Regions from separate parts of the Sus scrofa genome. Here region 1 is linked to region 2. Evidence: chromatin contacts called from public Hi-C data. All regions are on one chromosome and are shown on one strand. The core of a region is the stretch at or near the end of the contact, and the rest is flanking DNA. Distances in the headings are between cores, read along the strand shown. Region 1 has its middle 17 kb from the start of GK. Region 2 overlaps CXHXorf21.

Region 1 (2,731 bases), core at 112-2,611, 86 kb after region 2:
GCGGGTATGGCTGTAAAAAGCAAAAAAAAAAAAAAAAAAAAAAAAAAAAGATCACCATTGGGATGTCACTTGTACTGAGGTTAGAATTTCAGTCAGATGATTTGTGCAATTCTAAAATACTTCTTTACACTTGAATGTTATGACATTCTTGTTGGCTTCCATTACTGCATCCACATCCGTTCTTTAAGTAGGTTAGAGGTCATTCTTCACCTCCACCCTTTTTACTGTCTCGATGCAAGGCAGTATCAACCATCGAAAGTAGAGGAGAACGTAGGAAGGAATTAAGACCCTCTGGTTTGCCAACTAGATATTGCATTTTGTATACTTTATTAAGTAGAGTTAGTCTTGGGCAAAAACTATGTCATTTATCCTTCAGCTCCTGACTTTTCTTCTGCAGCGTCTCTTTGACCTTTTGCCCAGTTCCCTCCAATCAGGAGGAGCCAGATCTGAGAGGCAGAATATAGAGGAAAGAGCATGGATTTGGCATCAGAATATCCATGTTGTCACCCTTACTCTGCCACTTTGAATTCTGTCGATTTTGGGTTTATCATTTAAAGCGTGAGCCTGGTTTCCTCATTTATAAATTGCAGTGGATAATAGCTTATTGAAGGTTACCAGAAGATATGACACAATAGGTACATTTTTCTGTAATTAGTACATTTTGGTTATTAATTTACCAAGATCTAAAGATAAATATTTAATGTATTGATCCTTACAGCAATTTGAGAGTAATCCCAGGGTCTTTGCACATGCTGCTAACTCTGCTTGAATGATTTCTGCCCTTTACCTTCAGGATTCTGACTCTAGAAGGCTGGTTAGAGTTCCCTTCTTAGAGGGTCCATAATATTTATGCTTACTTTTATTTAGTCTTTACCACATGCTTCAATTCCCATTTATCTGTGTACATAGCCCTCTAGACTAACTAGTCTTTTGAGGGCAGAGACTTTGAGAACAAGAGTCTTTATAGGTCCAGGTAAAACATAGAACGTCCAATAGATAACTAACACAAAGAGAAGCGGAGGAAAAGAATGGATAAAATAAGCACAGGAAAAATCATTATACAAGGCTGACTGTGATCTGTTTTCTGGGAGTTAAAGTAAGAATGTGTCATATATTCTTGAGGAATCCATTTCATAGAAGAAATGGAATTGGAGAGAGGCCTTGAAGGATGGGAATAATTCAATAAGAAAAAATTGGAAAGACATCATCCTAGATGGCAAGAAGAGCACAGTCAATGGCACAGAATAGGGAAGGAGCAGGATATCTTTGGGGAACAGAAAGTGGCTCCTTGGCAGTAGTTAGAGTACACATGGGGAAGTTATGGGGGATGAGGCTGCAGAAATAAATAGGAGCTTCCTCTGAATTCAGAGATGAGGAAGTTTTAAAGAGTTTCCACTGCTCCTTGGCCAATGTCCATTTCTTCCCCTAAGTGCTCGGAACAAGCTCCTCCCCCATTTCTCCTAATGCTGACAGTCAGAGCACAGCCTCTTTTCCACCATTAGTACCTCGCTTGTATTGGGAGCCTCTTCTGGGGCTATCAGCGTAAACCCCTACTAATGATTTACTTTAATTGCCTCTTCTTCCTACCATCATTTTACACTAACTGGGTCTTCTGACTTCATTACCCTGATATCTACTCCTTAAAAAACCAAATTTATGGGTATGAGCCTGCTCTGAATTTTTTTATTTTGTCTTTTTAGGGCTGCACCTGTGGCAGATAGAGGTTCCCAGGCTAGGGTTCCAATTGGAGCTGAAACCGCTGGCCTACACCACAGCCATAGCAACAAGGGATCCAAGCTGTGTCTGAGACCTACACCACAGCTCATGGCAGCACCAGATCCCCAACCTACTAAGCCAGGCCAGGGATTGAACCCACATCTTTATATATGCTAGTCAAGTTTGTTAACTGCTGAGCCATGACAGGAACTCCCTGAATTTTTTTTTAATTTTAATATAATTTTTCACATGATCCACACATGACACATTAAGAACCAGACAAAGTAGATCATGATAATCTATGGCTGCAAGTTGGGGGCTGGATACAGTGGATGCACAAGAGAGAAAAAGCGTTGCGAGTTATCAGAATTAGTCCACGTTGGGTTTTTTTTTTTTTTCCTTGCCAGGCCTTGAGGACCTTCAATAATAACCTTTCATCTCAGGCCCTAGCCAAGCCTGACCAAAGCAGACTTTCTGGGGCCTGAATAGTCTTGTGCTATTAGCTTTGGGCCAGTGCTTGCTGTTATGCTGCCAGCTTGACTCTGATGGTTCTATGTTGGTCACACATATTTCTCTATATATCTTTGTTGCTTTCCTGATGTGCACGGCCATTTTCCCATTAGCTCTGCCCTGAACAACCTGGCTGGCCCTCACCTGTAGTGCCATGTCATGGCCCAGAGATTGCACCTATGGTACCATATTGAATTTCCTAGAATAATAGTATTGATCCAGAGCAAGCCCATATGTACCATATCCCTATGTCCTTTTGGCTGCTGATAATCTTAGAAGCCATCCTTCTAGACAAGTTAGTTCCTCTAGCCCCAGACCCATCTCTTCCTGATCTTCACCTTTAGCCACCACCACTACCATCTCTGCTGTTCCAAAGATACACAGATCAAGGACATAAAGATGGGAAAGTGGATAAGGTTGCATTACTAACCCCAATTTTTCAGCTCTATCTGCAAGCAGACACTTGTCATGGTCTCCTCATGGGTGGAATGGATTTCCCTACCCC
Region 2 (2,982 bases), core at 2-2,501:
ACACAGTGCTCCAAAAAAGCAGCATCAAATAAATGCTCACTGAAAAAAAAACAAAAAAACAAGAAACGACTGACTTCTAACAAATCATTTCTCAGGTAATCAAAGGCGAAAACATCTGTGATAGTATTATAATACATTTTATACAATTGACTAACCTGCTATAAGAAATTAATCTCATCTATTCCATTTTCTTCTTGAAGAGGAACTCTCAGTAGCAGTTGTTTTCTAGTCAGAAGTATCTATTTTTCATTCTGATGGGTTTTTAGTTTCAACCATCAGATGCAGTAGCCAATGTTGCCAAAACTTGTTTAGCCCTTTGACATGTATTAATTGGTTGCCTACTAGGTGCAAATACTGCTTAGGACATGGAGAAAAACATGAATAAGTCAAAGCTTCAATTTCAGAGGGGGGAAGATAAGCAAATAAATACCAGCAAACAGAACACTATAAAGAAAAGAAGTAACATAATGGTAGAGTTATTTTCCCTTGGAGTAGAAAACCAGTCTTTAACGAGACAAATAAGGTGGTCAACAGGAGAGCAGGTGGTAGTGGTTAAGAACCAGGACTTTTCCAGTAAAATGGAACTGAATTAAAATCTAGTTCCACCACTCACTGGGTGCCCTTGGGCAAATTACCTAACTTCCCTGAGCCCAAGTGGCTCATCAGCCTTAAGGGAAAAAAGGGGAGGAGGGGTGGGAATCATAGGCACCCTTTGTTGAGGTTATACTAAGAATTATATAAAATTCATACAAAATGCCTAACATTGTGCCAGGTACCATGGCAAGCAATTAGTACCTAGTGGCTATTATGATATGTTTTAAAACAGTGAAATGACATTTCTTAATAAATATTTCAAAACCGGGTTCTCTCCATGTTTTCTACATGTTGGCGGGGAGAATCATTCTACAAATAGAGATGGAGAGGATGCTGTTTGTCCCCTTCCCACATTCCTCCTCCTGGGTGAGGAACTCATTACCCCAACAGCTGTTAGGAGTTTGGCTGCTGAAGGCTCCCTGAACTGCCTCACCTCAGGTTACGCCCCCTGGTGGTCAAGCAAGAGAACCAAAGCCAAGCCTCCCATTTCAATTTGAATCCATTTTGAAGGGCCATCCCAATCCCAGAGCTCCCTGAGATTCCCGAGGCCTGGGTGGAAACCAATTCTCTTTTCTTGACTCCCTTATAGAGGTTATACCCAACACTCCCCAGTAAACTTGCTGGCCAGTCTCCATCTCAGAGTCAGCTTCCTCAAGGAAGCAAAACTAAGACAAACAACTGTTGTATGGGCAGGGCAGGGCAGTGCTGTGGAACAGGGTTGGCACATTCTTTTGTGGAAGGAGAGATGGTGTTTCTGGCTTCAGTGGCCACATATTCTGTCACATTTAATGAACTCTGCTCTTTGTGAAAACATCCATAAAGAATACACACATGGGTGTGGCTGTGCTCCATTAAAGCCTTATATTATGCACACTGAATTTGAATAACAATTTTCATGTTACAAAATACTCTTTTTTTATTTTTGCCATTTTATTATTTTTTCAGTGGCCACACCCTCAGCATATGGAAGTTACTGGCCAGGGATTGAATTTGAGCCACAGTTGTGACCTATGCCGCAACTGTGACAACACCAGATCCTTTAACCACAGCCCCACGCTAGGGATCAAACTCGGGCCCCAAGCTGCTGCAGTCGGTTTCTTAAACCATGCACCACAGTGGGAGCTCTTACTTTTTCCATTTTAAAGTGGTTGAAAAAATTCTTAGCTTATGGGAGTTCAAAAGGGATATAACCCAACTTAGTGTGGTAATCATTTAATAATAAGCAAATAGGAAATCACAGCGTACACATGAAATTAACATGTTATATGTCAATTATATCTCAATAAAAGAAACAGGTGGCAGGCTAGATGTGGCCAATGAGCCATGGTTTGCCAAGCCCTGAGCTAGAGGAATAGAGTAGAGCAGTCAGGCTCTCATAAAGCTACCATCCTAGTTCATGAATTTACAGAATTTGACATCATGAGACCCTAGAGCTTATAAGAGAAACCAAAAAGACCCCTTCCTGGCTCCAGAAGGGTCAAGAGGGCATGTAGAAGAGGAAGAGAAAAAAAAACGGGAAAAATAAGGAGTTCCCAGGTGGCCTAGTGGGTTAAGGATCTGGGATTGCCACTGCCGTGGCGCAGGTTCAATCCCTGTCCTGGCAACTTCTGCATGCCACATGTGTGGCCAAAAAGAAAAGAATATATTAAAATGGGAGAAATAAAATCCATAATTTCTTTAGAAGCTTAGTACTAACCAGAAAACAAAACACAGCAAAATAAAACAATAGTTGAATATTCATCATGTGGTATTTTCCATTTAGAAAACTTCATCTCACCTGATAAACAGAATTAGAGTTGAGTGGCTTTTTGTAGCTAAGTAATCATAAAAAATAAAAACACAATTGCAATTAGCTACTATTTTAATATTTATGAATGTATTTTTAAGTCATCTGTTACAGGATAGAGAAAAGAGATAGAAACATATTTTGAGACCTGTTTGAACCTGTCTTTCTACCCAAATATAGCAGCCTTCACAGTCCATTTCCCTCAAGGAGAAACAACTTGGAGGAATTTACTTGAGTGGCAAACGTAGTCTTAACTCCTTACCCTGAAACCTTTGGCTTCTAGTTTTGCCATGGTGCGTGTTCTTCTTTGGTGTGTCTTTTTCAATTTCTTTGTTCCCTTAAGGGAATCATATGTTTTATTTTCTGATCGTTTTTATTTTTGCTTTGTTGCTATCCAACCGTCGCTTTGAAGTCATTACATTCCTTCATGTGTTGTTATTATTAGCAGATTCCCTCCTAATCCACACCTGACCTCCAGCAGACCTTTGTTTCTCCAGTTCATGACTCCCCTTAGCAACCCTCCTGCACATTCTCAGAGTCAGTGAATGATTGTTGCCTAAGATTTGAGGAGTTGAGCAAAAGGAATAGAAGCCTTTTCTCTA

The links. A called contact is a pair of places that touch in the nucleus more often than the background predicts.
Region 1: a Hi-C map of alveolar macrophages shows a contact between it and region 2, with 2.2 times the contacts expected there. The contact joins two enhancer-like sites. A contact is called at or near these places in 1 of 5 promoter capture datasets (liver), 3 of 47 Hi-C or Micro-C datasets (alveolar macrophages, embryonic fibroblasts and skeletal muscle) and 1 of 2 datasets of contacts at active chromatin or transcription factors (alveolar macrophages).

Annotation. Positions count from the first base shown.
Region 1 is chrX:26,452,655-26,455,385 of Sscrofa11.1, forward strand. No RefSeq gene overlaps it. Among named protein-coding and RNA genes, the nearest start is that of GK, 17 kb to the right of the region's middle. Within about 2 kb of position 1,362, at least 2 of the 83 cell types and tissues checked have an H3K27ac peak or open chromatin away from gene starts, as enhancers often do. A contact at or near this core is called in alveolar macrophages, where this site is marked.
Region 2 is chrX:26,366,455-26,369,436 of Sscrofa11.1, forward strand. It overlaps CXHXorf21, which reads right to left. Exons shown (of 2, transcript XM_001925715.4): 2 at 1-2,982. The coding sequence ends at 2,980. Among named protein-coding and RNA genes, the nearest start is that of CXHXorf21, 17 kb to the right of the region's middle. Within about 2 kb of position 1,252, at least 1 of the 83 cell types and tissues checked has an H3K27ac peak or open chromatin away from gene starts, as enhancers often do. A contact at or near this core is called in alveolar macrophages, where this site is marked.